Linked DNA regions of Pan troglodytes: region 1 is linked to region 2. The links are chromatin contacts, called in public HiChIP or PLAC-seq maps. All regions are on one chromosome and are shown on one strand. Each heading gives the region's core, a stretch centred on a gene start, on an enhancer-like site or on the middle of the called end of the contact. The rest is flanking DNA. Distances are from core to core; before and after follow the strand shown. Region 1 holds the start of DYNC1H1 (dynein cytoplasmic 1 heavy chain 1). Region 2 holds the start of PPP2R5C (protein phosphatase 2 regulatory subunit B'gamma).

Region 1 (6,497 bases), core at 1,662-4,161, 200 kb after region 2:
TCCTGATCCACAGTGCACCCCGTGTCCCCACGGCGACCGCCAGCGCCCCTTCCTCGGGGTAAGGCATTAGTTTCACACCCACCAACCAAGTGCACGCTTTGGTCCAGGCCCCGCTGGTGCTGAGAATCCCGAGAAGCTTAGACCTCCCTGCTCTCACAAGTGGGGATGAATGAATGAACGAATGAGCCCAAGATGGAAATTCTTTTTCTTTAAATTTATTATTATTATTATTATTATTATTATTATTATTATTTAGAGACGGGGTCTCACTCTCTTGCACAGGCTGGAGTGCAGTAGTGAGATCACAGCTCACTGCAGCCTCGACCTCCACCTCAACCTTTTGAGTAGCTGGGAACGAGGGTGTGCACCACCACACCTGGCCCAATGTGGAATTTCCAGGGAGTGGAGGGGAGATCCTGGGCACAGAGCCTGAAAGGGCTGGGGCAGCAGGGGTTCCTCTGAGGGGGTTGGTCCTGCCCGAGGGTTGTGAGAGGGAGAGGAAGGATGGTATGAAACTGGGCACCCGACTTGAGACTTGGACTTGAGGAGACATTGTTAAGAGAAGGGTGGGAATGAACGGGATCTCATCACGGATTTCCAATAGGATACAAGTGCCCTACCAGCCACTATCATCCCACATCAACCTAGAACGAATTATCTCTCCAGCTTGCCCTGCCCCGAGTCTGTCCAAGCAGACTCTACCACAGACAGGAGAAAGCTGAGGCAGCGGAACAAGAGACGGGAGAGGCCAGGTTTGGGTGAGGGGCCCTACCCCCACCAGGGTCAGCTTGGGGTGTGCTGAAGCCAGAGTCCTGTGCCAGGAGGCAGAAGGGGCACCTTGAAAGAAGCTCCCCACACCCTTCAGCCCTGGCACAGCCCAGCCAGCCACCCAGGTAATGCACTTAAAGTGCTCAGCACCCAGTCAGCGTTGACTGCTCTTCTCATTATATATTAAATACAACAAACATCTTCCAAGAACAAAAAGCAAGCATGTTTGGTCCATTTATGAATCCTTGTACACTGATTGTTCAGGTTCCTTCAGTTCCCATCCACTTAGAAATAACAAACATGTTTCATTTTGAGCCTATCCTACAGGGCCGCAAATCCGGAGCCTGCAGTTTGTTCTCTTGGCCTGGGGCCAGGTTGCCGATGTTTGAGTCCCTTGGATCCCTGAGTGGCTGCGTCTCCCAGTCTGGTGCTGACTCATGGTGCAGCCAGCATGCAGCCTGCCCATTGGCCAGGTCCCTGCAGGTTTCTGAGTCTCAGATGGTGGATGGCCTATTCAGAGTTCACTGATCTGCACCTAATAGAGTTTCCTCTTTGTCCCTCTTTCTACCCCTAAAGTACATGTGAGGGGAAACCCTCTGCATAGTGCCTAGCACGCAGTGAGCACTCAGCGTTCGCTGTCAGTGGTGTGTTATTATTATTCATTACCATTAGGATCCTTGCACAAACTCATCGCAGTTGCCTATTTATTTTTTCCAGGAAGATTATTCAGAACTGCTTAGGCACATCACACCAGGGCGGACTGATGGAGAGCAGGAAGATGGGTTATTCATCTGTCCCCTCTTCCACATGCTCCTTAAAGACAAGAATCATTAGTCTCCGTGTTCCAGCAACCCCCTGGGACCCAGCAACCGGTAATTAGGCAAGGAATAAGCTTATTGTATGTTTCACAGTTTTTCAAAGATGATTTGGGAGAATCAAATCATACCATCATCATTCCACCAATCAGGACTCGGCACTCTGACAGTGCACTTTGATGTTTAAAAAAAACAAAAAAAAAACAAACAAAAAAAAACGCCATTGGCTTCCCTCTCTCCACCCAACTTAAGAAAGAAGTTATGAATGTGAACTTTCAAAGGCCAATTACTACCCCTTAGAAGAACCTACCATCTCTAAACTACAAAGATGGGCAGCCTGGATTCTATTATTTTTATTATTTTACAAAATTTTTAATTTTTAAATACACATAGAGATAGGGTCTCGCTAGGTTGACCAGGCTGGTCTTGGAACTTCTGGCCTCAAGCAATCCTCCCATCTCAGCCTCTCAAAATGCTAGGATTACAGGCGTGAGCCACCGCACCCAGCTGGGCAGCCTGGATTCTGGCTCTTATGTAGTCATGGTGTAGGGGAGGAGGTCGTGGTGGGTCCGAACTAGGGGGAAACTTGGTGGGCAGGCAACCCAGCCCCTGCCTTGTACGGACCCAGATACTGAGGCCCACAGAATGACAGTGCCAGCTCTAGGGGGCTGGAGGAGAGTCATTGCTGGAGGTAGCTGTTCTCAGTAGGTCTCCCTCTTGGTCCTCACAGCGTCCTCGGGGACAATGATTTTTGTCATTAGGAACCAGATCCCATCACAGCTTGGCTTTACGTACAGTGAAGGTGTCATTCCTGGCTTAACCTTACACTGCCCCGAAGGCCCCCTCCCCAGCTGTCCGTTTCCAGCCTGGCAATGGGACTCTCTGAGCACGCCCCTCATCTCCTCCCCCTCTGAAAAGTATCCTCAATCTCCCCGTCTATATCTAATAACACATCTGTCGTGCCTATATTTTGGTACCTGATATGTAGTCATTCATTCATTCAATGAGAGAACATTTAATGAGAGGTTAAGGGCTTAGAACAACGCCGGGCACAGGCTAAGCGCTCACTAAACGTTAGCTCTCGCCAATAACATCACTCATTCACTATAAAGTTTCTCTGGCTGTGTGCTATTCGCTGCGTCCACAGCAGTGAAGAAGACAGACGCGGCCCCTGACCAACCTCGCCGAGCGCGCCGAGCCAGGACGTTGAGCCAAGTCCCCATGTCCTAGGACTCGCAGTGCGGAGGCTGCGGGCCCCGACCAGCGCCGAGACTACAAGTCCCAGAAGGGCGCGCGGCGACATCGCCGGGCCCGCCCCCCGCGCACGCGCGACGCCGTGACGCTAAGGCCGCGAGCGAGCGCGGGTGGCTGCGGCGGCTGCGGCCGGCGGGGCGGGGCGGGGCCAGCTGGCAGTGGCTGCCTTTAGGGCGGGGCCGGCTCCCGGTCTCCTCAGTCTGCGGTGGGCTAGCGGACGGTCCGGCTTCCGGCGGCCGTTTCTGTCTCTTGCTGGCTGTCTCGCTGAGTCGCGGCCGCCTTCTCATCGCTCCTGGAAGGTCCAGAGCGCGGCACCATGTCGGAGCCCGGGGGCGGCGGCGGCGAGGACGGCTCGGCCGGCCTGGAAGTGTCGGCCGTGCAGAATGTGGCGGACGTGTCGGTGCTGCAGAAGCACCTGCGCAAGCTGGTGCCGCTGCTGCTGGAGGACGGCGGCGAGGCGCCGGCCGCGCTGGAGGCGGCGCTGGAGGAGAAGAGCGCCCTGGAGCAGATGCGCAAGTTCCTTTCGGACCCGCAGGTCCACACGGTGCTGGTGGAGCGCTCCACGCTCAAAGGTGCGGGGCCGCGGAGGGCAGGGTCGCCAGAGCCAGGCCTCGCGGAATGCAGGGCCTGCCAGGTCCTCCGGGGCCGCAGATGTCCCCGGGATGGGAGGAGCCCGGCAGCTTCAGATGACCCCGGGATGGGCAGAGCCCGGCGGCCGCAGACGTCCCGCCGGCTGGGTCCCCAGGGCCGCAGACGCCCCGCAGAGGCCGGCGCGGCGCCCGGGGCTCGCCCTCGCCACACCCACTGCCCGGCCCGGAGCCCCCAGGGCGCCCGGCTCTTGGTCGCGGGGAGGGGAAAGGGGTCCCCGTCTGCCGTCACCCAAAACAATGGGGTCGCTTTGTCTGCTCGGGCCTCTCAAGATGGCCGAGTTGGGTGGAGACAGCGTCTCCCTGGGCTGAGCGCGGGCGAGGCCGCATCCCTGCCTCCAGTGTCACATGAGCTTTTCGGTTTCGATTTGCGTCCAAGCCAAGTGGCCTTCGGGAGGGATGTGTCGGGGACAGACCCGCGGAGCTGGGGGCAGCCGGGGTTCTGGTTCGGGAGGAGGTCGGGCGGGTGTCCCAGCCCTGCCTTGTGGGGACCCAGAGGCCGAGGCCCACAGAGCGACTGTGCCAACCCCGGGCCTGCGAGCATCACTGTTGTAGGTGGATGCTCTCACAGCATCCTTGCTGAACGGGTGTATCCTGATTTTACACCTGAGGAAACTGAGGCTCAGGTTAAGTGATTTCACCCAAGGTCACCAGCTAATCCTAGTCCTGAGACTAGACTCAGTGTCTCAGCTCCCCGTCCACTGCTTGTTTTCGCTGATCATACCTCGTATTTGTTTAATGCTTCGATGATGTTAATGATAACCCTGTAATATTTGAGTCTAATTTTACAGATTAAAAAAAAAAAAAGATTCAGGTTAGGCACCTAGTAGGGGGAAGAGGCTAGAGTTAGCGTGTTCCAGCTGTCTCCTCAAATAATGATCGCCCACCAGCAAGGTTACATTCATCTAAGTCTGGGGCTTGCCTGCAGGCAGGCTTTCTCATGGATTCATTACAACCACTTTGTAGCCCATTACAACCACTTTGGGCGTGGCATGTCCATCTAAGAACCTAAGGATGACGTCCAAGGTTAGCCTCTAGGGATTGGAGATTGTCTAAAAATATTTGCCAACAAGCTTCTTAAAATTTCAAAAAACTGTATGGTTCTCTCAGTGAGAGACCCTGTACTGTCTGCCCCATCCTTAACACACACTGTGTTTCTGATAGTTTGTTTCTTTCAAAGGCTATTCTTACTCAGAAGATGCTTCCCTGTAGCCTTGGTTTCCTGCCAGAGATTAGCAGGGTGTAAAAGAATATTTTTTTCTTATATCCACTTGGAATGTTCAAGGCAAATAAACCATTTGAGCATATTTAGAGTATTAATGTTTTTGAGGGTTGTTTACTGTGATGTTTGGGATTATGTATTCCTAAGTGGAAGCCACAAAAGTTAAAAAAAAAAAAACTTATCTACTCTTTTTTTTTCCCAAAAAACATATAGTCATTGTAGAAAATGTACTATACAGCTAAAGTAAAAATCACCGGGAATTGTTTGACCCAGATATAATCACTGTCAGCATTTTTGGTTTATGTCTTTGTGGTCATTTTTCAATGCATATTCATCATTTTATTAAAATACATTTTAATCTGCATTTTTAAAGTTAATTGTATTTTGAGTAGCTTGACCATTGCTAATCCTTGATATTTTTATTGCATAGTTTATGTATTAGAATCAGTGATTTTATTTTTTTTACCTTGTGTCACTCTTTTTATGAAAAAAAATTTAAGTTTTATACTTTGCTTCTAGAGTGATCACCAGTAATTCGCTTTTTCCAGGCATCTTAAAATTGGACGTTGCTAAAATTATTGGGGTGGGGGGACTATGTTTATGTAGTACAATATCTACTGCAAATTCTCTCTGTTGTCTTATGAGTACCTTTTTTTCTTTCAGCAAAACAAATATGCAGGTATCCAAATCTTGGCTCCATAATGACTTGCACTTTTGAAAGTTGACTAAGGAATGAGACTATCTAAAATTGAAATCCTACCTCATTTCTGTATTTATAACAATCCTTGAAGTATTTCTACCAATTCAACCTGTCTATAATTTATTTTTCACTTACAAAAACCTAAGGAAAGATTTTAAAATTAATCCAGTTTTATGATAGATGGTCTGTTTGTCTTATTAGCAGCCTGGCTACACTAGGACACCTTAGATATAAGTAGAGACCCAGGACTTTTGGTAGGAGGGCTTTCTTCTTGGTGGCTTTTATGAGTTAGCTTTGGCATTTGTACATTTAATCAAATATGTGCATCCAGTAGTTAATTACAGTGAAAAGGTAGGCATGCATTAATGTAGACAACAGAGCTGAATTATTTAAACTGAATAAAGATCACCAACAATGAAGTCATGTAATTTAATGAACAGTAGAAATTACTTTTATTTATTTTATTCCTTCCACTTTTTTTGTGGAAGTATCCAAACACTTGTAATTGAATATAGAAACATTTTTATGTGAAACTATATATATTTTTTATTTGTTTGTTTGTTTTAGCTACCCCAGCTAGCCATAAACTTTTGTTGTTAAAGTGCAGCATTGAGCTGGGTGCGGTGGCTCACACCTGTAATCCCAGCACTTTGGGAGACCAAGGCAGGAGGATCACTTGAGGCCAGGAGTTCAAGACCAGCCTGGGCAACATAGCAAGACCCTATCTCTACAGAAAATTAAAAAATAAGCCAGGCATGGTGGTGTATGCCAGTAGTTCCAGCTACTTGAGAAGATTGCTTGAGCCCAGGAGTTTGACGCTGTGGTGAACTAGGATCACACCACTTTGCTCCAGCCTGGGTACAGAGTGAGACCCTATCTCTAAAATAAATCAAGTACAGCATTACTCAAAGTATAGAATAAATGTTGTGAATTTAACAACTTATCTTGATACTGAGGAATTGGAGAGTTTGTGGGAAAAAGGGATTAAGTTATAGCTCCTCATTTTAAAAAGAGAAACCTTTGTATAGTTCCTGGCCTGTAGGAAACTGTCTTCCTCATAGTATGCTTACAGCATGGTGACAAAATAGGTG
Region 2 (6,050 bases), core at 1,999-4,498:
CACTGAGTAACACAGAATGCCTAAGACATGATCACTGCCCCTAGGAAGCTCAGCTGAAAATCCAAGTATGCAAGACTGCCTGGATGCCCAGAAGGCCTAGGAACGACATGAAGAAACCTAAGCCCACAAGCCGGGGTCTGTGAGAGCCAAGGGAGAAGGCTTTCTGGGCAGGGTGACCAAAGCTGCAGCCTGGCAGGCAGGGCAGCTCTACACCAGCCTCAGAGGAGCAGGCAGGGCCTACTGTGCTGCAGGCATCTTCACAGAGAAGACACAGGAAGGGCTTCTGAGGGCAGACGCAGGGAAGGGTGCGGGGCTGATTCTCAGTCAAGGGCCATCTTCTGTCTGCCCTGCTCATATGTGCCACTGATGGTATCCAGAGTGAAGCAGTGAACAGTGTAGGGCTGCGGCTGGTGGCTGCAGTGAGGTCAAAGACCTCAGTCCTCTGGGAACCTCTCTGATCCTCCAGAGACCTCAGGGGCACAAATAAAGCAATCCAACATACAGAGAAGACAGACATGGAAAAAGTATGTTTGGGTTTTTAGAGACTGTATTAGTCCATTCTTGCATCACTATATACAAATACCTGAGATTGGGTAATTTATAAAGAAAAGAAGTTTAATTGGCTCATGGTTCTGCAGGCTGTACAGGAAGCCTGGTGCTAGCATCTGCTCAGCTTCTGGTGAAGCCTCAGGGAGTTTTCGTTCATGGTGGAAGGCGAAGGGGGAGCAGGCACTTCACATGGTGAAAGCAGGCTCAAGGTGGGGGGAGGTGCCACATACTTTTAAACAACTAAATTTCATGTGAACTCCAAGCGAGAGCTCACTTATCACCAAGGGGATGGCCCAAGCCATTCATGAGGCATCTGCCTCCGTGATTCAAACACTTCCCAGCAGGCCCACCTCCCACATCGGTGATTACATTTCAACATGGATGTGGGTGGGGATAAATATCCTAACCATGTCAGGGACCATCTCAAAAAAGTGTCCCAGAAGAGCAGGGGTTGGAAGAAAAGGAGTTTTGTGTGATGCAAGCAGTGCCTTCATGAACATGGAATGTGGGGCCATCCTGGAAGAGGTAACCCTCAGCCACACACACACACACACACCCACATAATGGCTTTATATCCTATCTCAATAGCTTGTCCTGAATCCCTTCTTTTGGGAACAGGAGCTATATCTATCTTTAGCGTTCCTGTAAATACCACAGCACCCAAGACACTGCAAGAAACCCAGTGTGTTCTACGGGTAGTCGGTAACTAACTGTCATTAAAGATGGTCCTCCCTAATGTGGGCAAATGAAGCCAGTCCAATGGCCAGTGACGTACACATGCAGTTGTACAGGTAATGGTGTTGAGTCAGATTTCTCTGGTTGCTATGGTTTCAAGGTCACTGGATGTTAATCAGGCAGCTTTGCTGGTACCCTGTCCCTATGCTTTCCCTAAAACTCTAAACTGACCTGAGAAACCTCTAACCTGACATGCAACTAGTCCTCTATGCTATATTTCCAGTTGCCATCTTGGACACCTCTACCTACATTTTGCGGACACAGCAACGTGTCCCAAACTGGAATCTTGTTCCCTTGCAAACCTGCCCTCCACTTGCATCCCTTCCTCATCATTCACTGTGTTGCCCAAACTACAAGCATGACCATTCGCTTTTTATCCTCGATTCTGGCTCTCTGTCGCGTCGGCGATCCTTCCCCCCGTTGCTGTGGAGATGCCTCCCTGGCACGCACCTGAACCATAGCTGGATGCTGATTGCTCTTTCTGCCTCCTGCTTTTACTTCCACCGTCACCTCCTCCACACTCCTGCCACCGATGTCTTCTAAAATGCAAATGTGAGTACATCACTCCCCACTTCAGTATCTGTCAGTGACCCTGAAATGCATTCAAAAAGAAGTACAATATCTTGGCAAGGTCTACCAGTCTTAATTCAGCGTCGCTGTTCCTTCAGTCTCATCTCCGGCCATAACAAAACGTCCTGTGCAGTGCTCTGTCATGCTTCCAAGCCTGACCCCCCTCACCCCAGTCCTGTAGACTTGTCACATGTCATGTCCTTCTGATTGCTGTTTTTTTCTATTTCCATGCAAGCATGCGAACTGCTTGAGGACAAGGGTAGTGCCTTGTTCACCATGAAATTTCTGGCATCATGCTTTGCACATAGTAGTTATCCAACAAATGTGGGTCGAATGAATGAATTGTATGCAACACCGGATCAGGAGATACGATACAAGGATTTTGGTGGCAAAGGATTGTCTCAGAGATGCCTCTAAGCCTCCCTAAGAGTTCATGGCCATAAACCAATAGTTTCAGAGCTACTCCTTTCTGATATGGATATATCCTGGACTTATTAAATTGACAGCACATATTTTATTTTTAAAATGTTATTAAGTTAACTAGGGGCATCGCTCTATCCTCAAAATTGTTTTGGAGACACCATTAACCCACTTAAATTATTAATAAAAAAGCCACTTATTCCGCACAAATAGTTGTTTGAGACTGTCCTGCTTACCTACAGATATTCGTCTAAGAGCCCGCAGACATTCAGACACCCGCAGACAGAACTTACTTTCCTGACCTCCCACAACATTCCTCCCTTTAGATCTTTTTTTTCTTACCCCGTCTTTCAGCTTTCTCATTGCAGAACTGCTGAGAATAATGGAAAATGCTTTGCCTGGAAACTTCCAAGAACAAAACTCCGGGGGCTAAGAGAACGCGATGATTTTTAAGCTGCCAGTTAAGATGCAGCTCCTTCATCATCACAGGTGAAGCACCAATGCCTCTCGCACGTGAAATCCGTACGCTCCTAGAGTCTTACTACCTAATGCATTTCTGCAATCTGGGACGCCTGTCCTTAGCGTCTTCAATAGTTTTGGGCACGAGGTGGACCGCGGAAGCATTGTATTGAAAAGTTAACGTTTTTCCCTTGGACACCCTCTCCTCACAGCTATTAACAAGCTGAGAGAAATCAGGTGACTCCCAGTCATGCAGAGGTTTCCTCACCATTTATGATCAAGCCTAATTAAAGAATAAAAATAAAATCCTATTGGCGCAGCGGCCACCAAGTCTTTGAGGCCTCGCCTCGGTGGGCGGGGCCGACGCCGGAGGAGAGGGGCTGCACATGTGGGCGTGACCTCGCGGAAGGAGCTGCGGAGGGCGGGGCCGGCTGGGGAGGGGCGGGGCTGTCGGGTGGGCGGGACCTCGCGGCAAAAGCTGCGGAGGGCGGGACCAACCAGGAAAGGACGGGACTGTCGGGTAGGCGGGACCTCGCGGGAGAAACTGCGGAGGGCGGGACCAACCAGGGAGGGGCGGCGCTGTCGGATGGGCGGGACCTCGCGGGAGGAGCTGCGGAAAGCTGAGCTGGTGAGGGGAGGGGCTGGTCGAGGGGAGGGGTTGGTGGTGGGGAGGGGCTGGCCGAGGGAAGGGGCTGGCCGAGGGAAGAGGAGGGGAGGGGACGGGCTGGTCGAGGGGAGGGGAGGGCAGGGGACGGGCTGGTCGAGAGAAGGGGAGGGCAGGGGACGGGCTGGTCGAAGGGAGGGGACGGGGTGGTCGAGGGGAGGGGACGGAGGGGAGGGGAGTGGAGGGAGGGGAGGGGAGTGGAGGGAGGGGAGTGGAGGGAGGGGAGGGGAGTGGAGGGAGGGGAGGGGAGTGGAGGGAGGGGAGGGGAGTGGAGGGAGGGGAGGGGAGTGGAGGGAGGGGAGGGGAGTGGAGGGAGGGGAGGGGAGTGGAGGGAGGGGAGGGGAGTGGAGGGAGGGGAGGGGAGGCGGGGCCCAGCGGTGTCCCGCGAAACTGCCGCTCGCTCGGTTCCCGGGCCTCCCCGTGCGCCTCAGTGCAAAGCGTGCCAGGCACTCTTGACTGCAACGAGAGCCGCGGCGGTGAGGGGGCAAGGCCAAGAGGCCACGGTTCGCGTTTCGCCGGCTGCAGAAGTTGTTGCCATACATTTCAAATGTGCATTTCCTACGTCTCACGCTCTGTCTTGCGCCTCCACAGCGGGCCACGGCCCTGTCACCGCAGTCGCAGCCACGTGCTCCCTCCCCTGAGTCGGCTCAGCTCTGCTCAGCGGTCAGCCCCGCGCCAGGAGGCCGCGGCCTGCCTGAGGCCGGCTCGCAGCGACTCGCGACGGAGGGCGGGGGCGTGAACGGGTCGCGCGGAGAGGGTGGGGGGAGCAGGGAGCGTTAGGGCACGTGGGGGCGCGTCGACCAATGGCAGGGCGCTGTTGAGGGCAGCGGGGCGGGGCCGGGCGCAGGGGCGGGGCGAGCGGCGGGCGGGGAGGGGCGGGGCGGCCGGCCGGGGGTGGGGAGGAGAGGGGCGGGGCGGGCCGGCCGGGGGAGGGGCGGAGAGACGCCGCCGCTGCCGCCGCCGCCGCCGCCGCCGCCGCCGCGGCTGCCGCAGCCTCTGGGAGCCTGGAAAAGGGGAAGCGAGAGCAAGCGAAAGACTCAGTCCCCGGGCGGCGGCGGCGGCGGCGGCGGCCGCGGGGGCGCGACGGCCGGGGCGGGGGCGCTGCTGCTGCGGGGGCAGGCGGCGGCAGGGGCGGCGGCGGCGGCGGCGGCCCGCTCCAGCCATGCCGAATAAAAACAAGAAGGAGAAAGTGAGTCCGGGCCCGGCCGCGGGACGGAGGGAGCGGGGAGGGACTGCCGGGGGAGGGCGCGACGGCACCGGGGTCCTGCGCCCGGGCCCCGGCTCAGTTCCCCGCCTGACGCCGCGGGCTTCGCGTCCCCGAGGGCGGCCGAGCCAGGCATCCCCGGGCTTCTCTCGGCCTCATGCCCGGTGGGGGCGGGGAGCCCGGGGATCGCGCCGGAGCCGCGGGGCGCAGGCCCGGGCCGCTGGGACCTTCGTGATGGGCCGGGGCTGGGCGTGGAGGGAGGGCGCGGCCCGGGGAGGGGGTCGGAGGGGCGCCCGTTTCCGACAGTGCGGCGTGGGCTTGGGCCGGCAGGTGCGGCCGCCGAGGGGGTTCGCAGCCTCGCAGACTCCCGGAAAGGAGCTTCAGGGATGGGGGCTGTAGACGCCTGGGGAGGGACCCCTGGACGGGGGAAAGGGAGCGAGAAGGGACCGCGCTGAGAGCTGGTAAGGAATTATCTGCCGCCCCGGAGGGACGCTCTGGGGCTCTCAAACACTATTATTATCCTGGGTGGCGGCGGCGGTGAGGGCTGCGAGCAAGGGTGCTGCGTTTGCATTCGGGGGGGGCGGGTATGTTTCTGCTTCAGGTGGAGCTCTGTAGCGTTTCATTATCACCCCAGAAATCCTCACTCATAGGGTTTAGGGTGGGAGGGTAGAAAGGGATGTGATGTGGATCTCAAAATGCCAGAAGCACTGTATAAAATTGGATTTATCTGTTTTCTGCTTGAAGTTTTCAACCTCAAATGCAGATAAAACGAAAAGAATCTGAATGGGGGGTGGGGGGCATTGCACTGTTGGAATCCTAAACGGTATGATACAGAATTTCCTAATGGTATGAATTAAAAATATCAGAAGCTGTAGTTGTATAAATCACTTTTAAAACTGCATTTGGCTTATCTGATGTTTACCTGTCTAAAAAGTGAGAAGACTAATTGACTTTGCTTGATGTTTACCAGGAATCACCAAAAGCAGGGAAGAGTGGAAAAAGTTCAAAAGAAGGACAAGACACAGTAGAATCAGAGGTAACTGTCATCAAATATTGACTTTGTATTTTATACACAGCTTTTAACTTAAGGTAGAAAAACCGAGAGTGATAAAGCCTAGAATCTTCTAAAATGTTTCTCTATGTGAGGTTTTTTTTTTGTGGTGTCTTTCATAATCCTCAATTTTAGTTGTTTAGGTATTTACTGTTTTGCTTTGGAAAACTATTAATGATTTTATGAAAATTGTGCTTGCCTGTGGAGTTTGTTTGTGGGTTTTTGGGGGGTTTTTTGTTTTTTATTTTTTTGAGACGGGGTCTCACTTTGTCACGCAGGCTGGAGTGCAGTGGCGCAATCTCTGCTCACTGCTACCCCTTGCCGCCCAGGCTCAAGTGATCCTCTTACCTCAGCCTCCCAAGTAGCTGGGACCACAGGAACATGCCACCACACCCAGC

What was found. HiChIP or PLAC-seq counts read pairs in DNA pulled down with a chosen protein or histone mark.
Region 1: an H3K4me3 HiChIP or PLAC-seq map of stem cell-derived excitatory neurons shows a contact between it and region 2, with 6 times the contacts expected there. The contact joins the promoter of DYNC1H1 here to the promoter of PPP2R5C in region 2. A contact is called at or near these places in 1 of 7 Hi-C or Micro-C datasets (induced pluripotent stem cells) and 1 of 1 datasets of contacts at active chromatin or transcription factors (stem cell-derived excitatory neurons).

The regions. Positions count from the first base shown.
Region 1 is chr15:99,975,972-99,982,468 of NHGRI_mPanTro3-v2.0_pri, forward strand. DYNC1H1 (dynein cytoplasmic 1 heavy chain 1) reads left to right here and starts at 2,912. Exons shown (of 78, transcript XM_016926971.4): 1 at 2,912-3,409. The coding sequence starts at 3,154.
Region 2 is chr15:99,773,657-99,779,706 of NHGRI_mPanTro3-v2.0_pri, forward strand. PPP2R5C (protein phosphatase 2 regulatory subunit B'gamma) reads left to right here and starts at 3,249. Exons shown (of 14, transcript NM_001280086.1): 1 at 3,249-3,361; 2 at 5,572-5,637. The coding sequence starts at 3,320.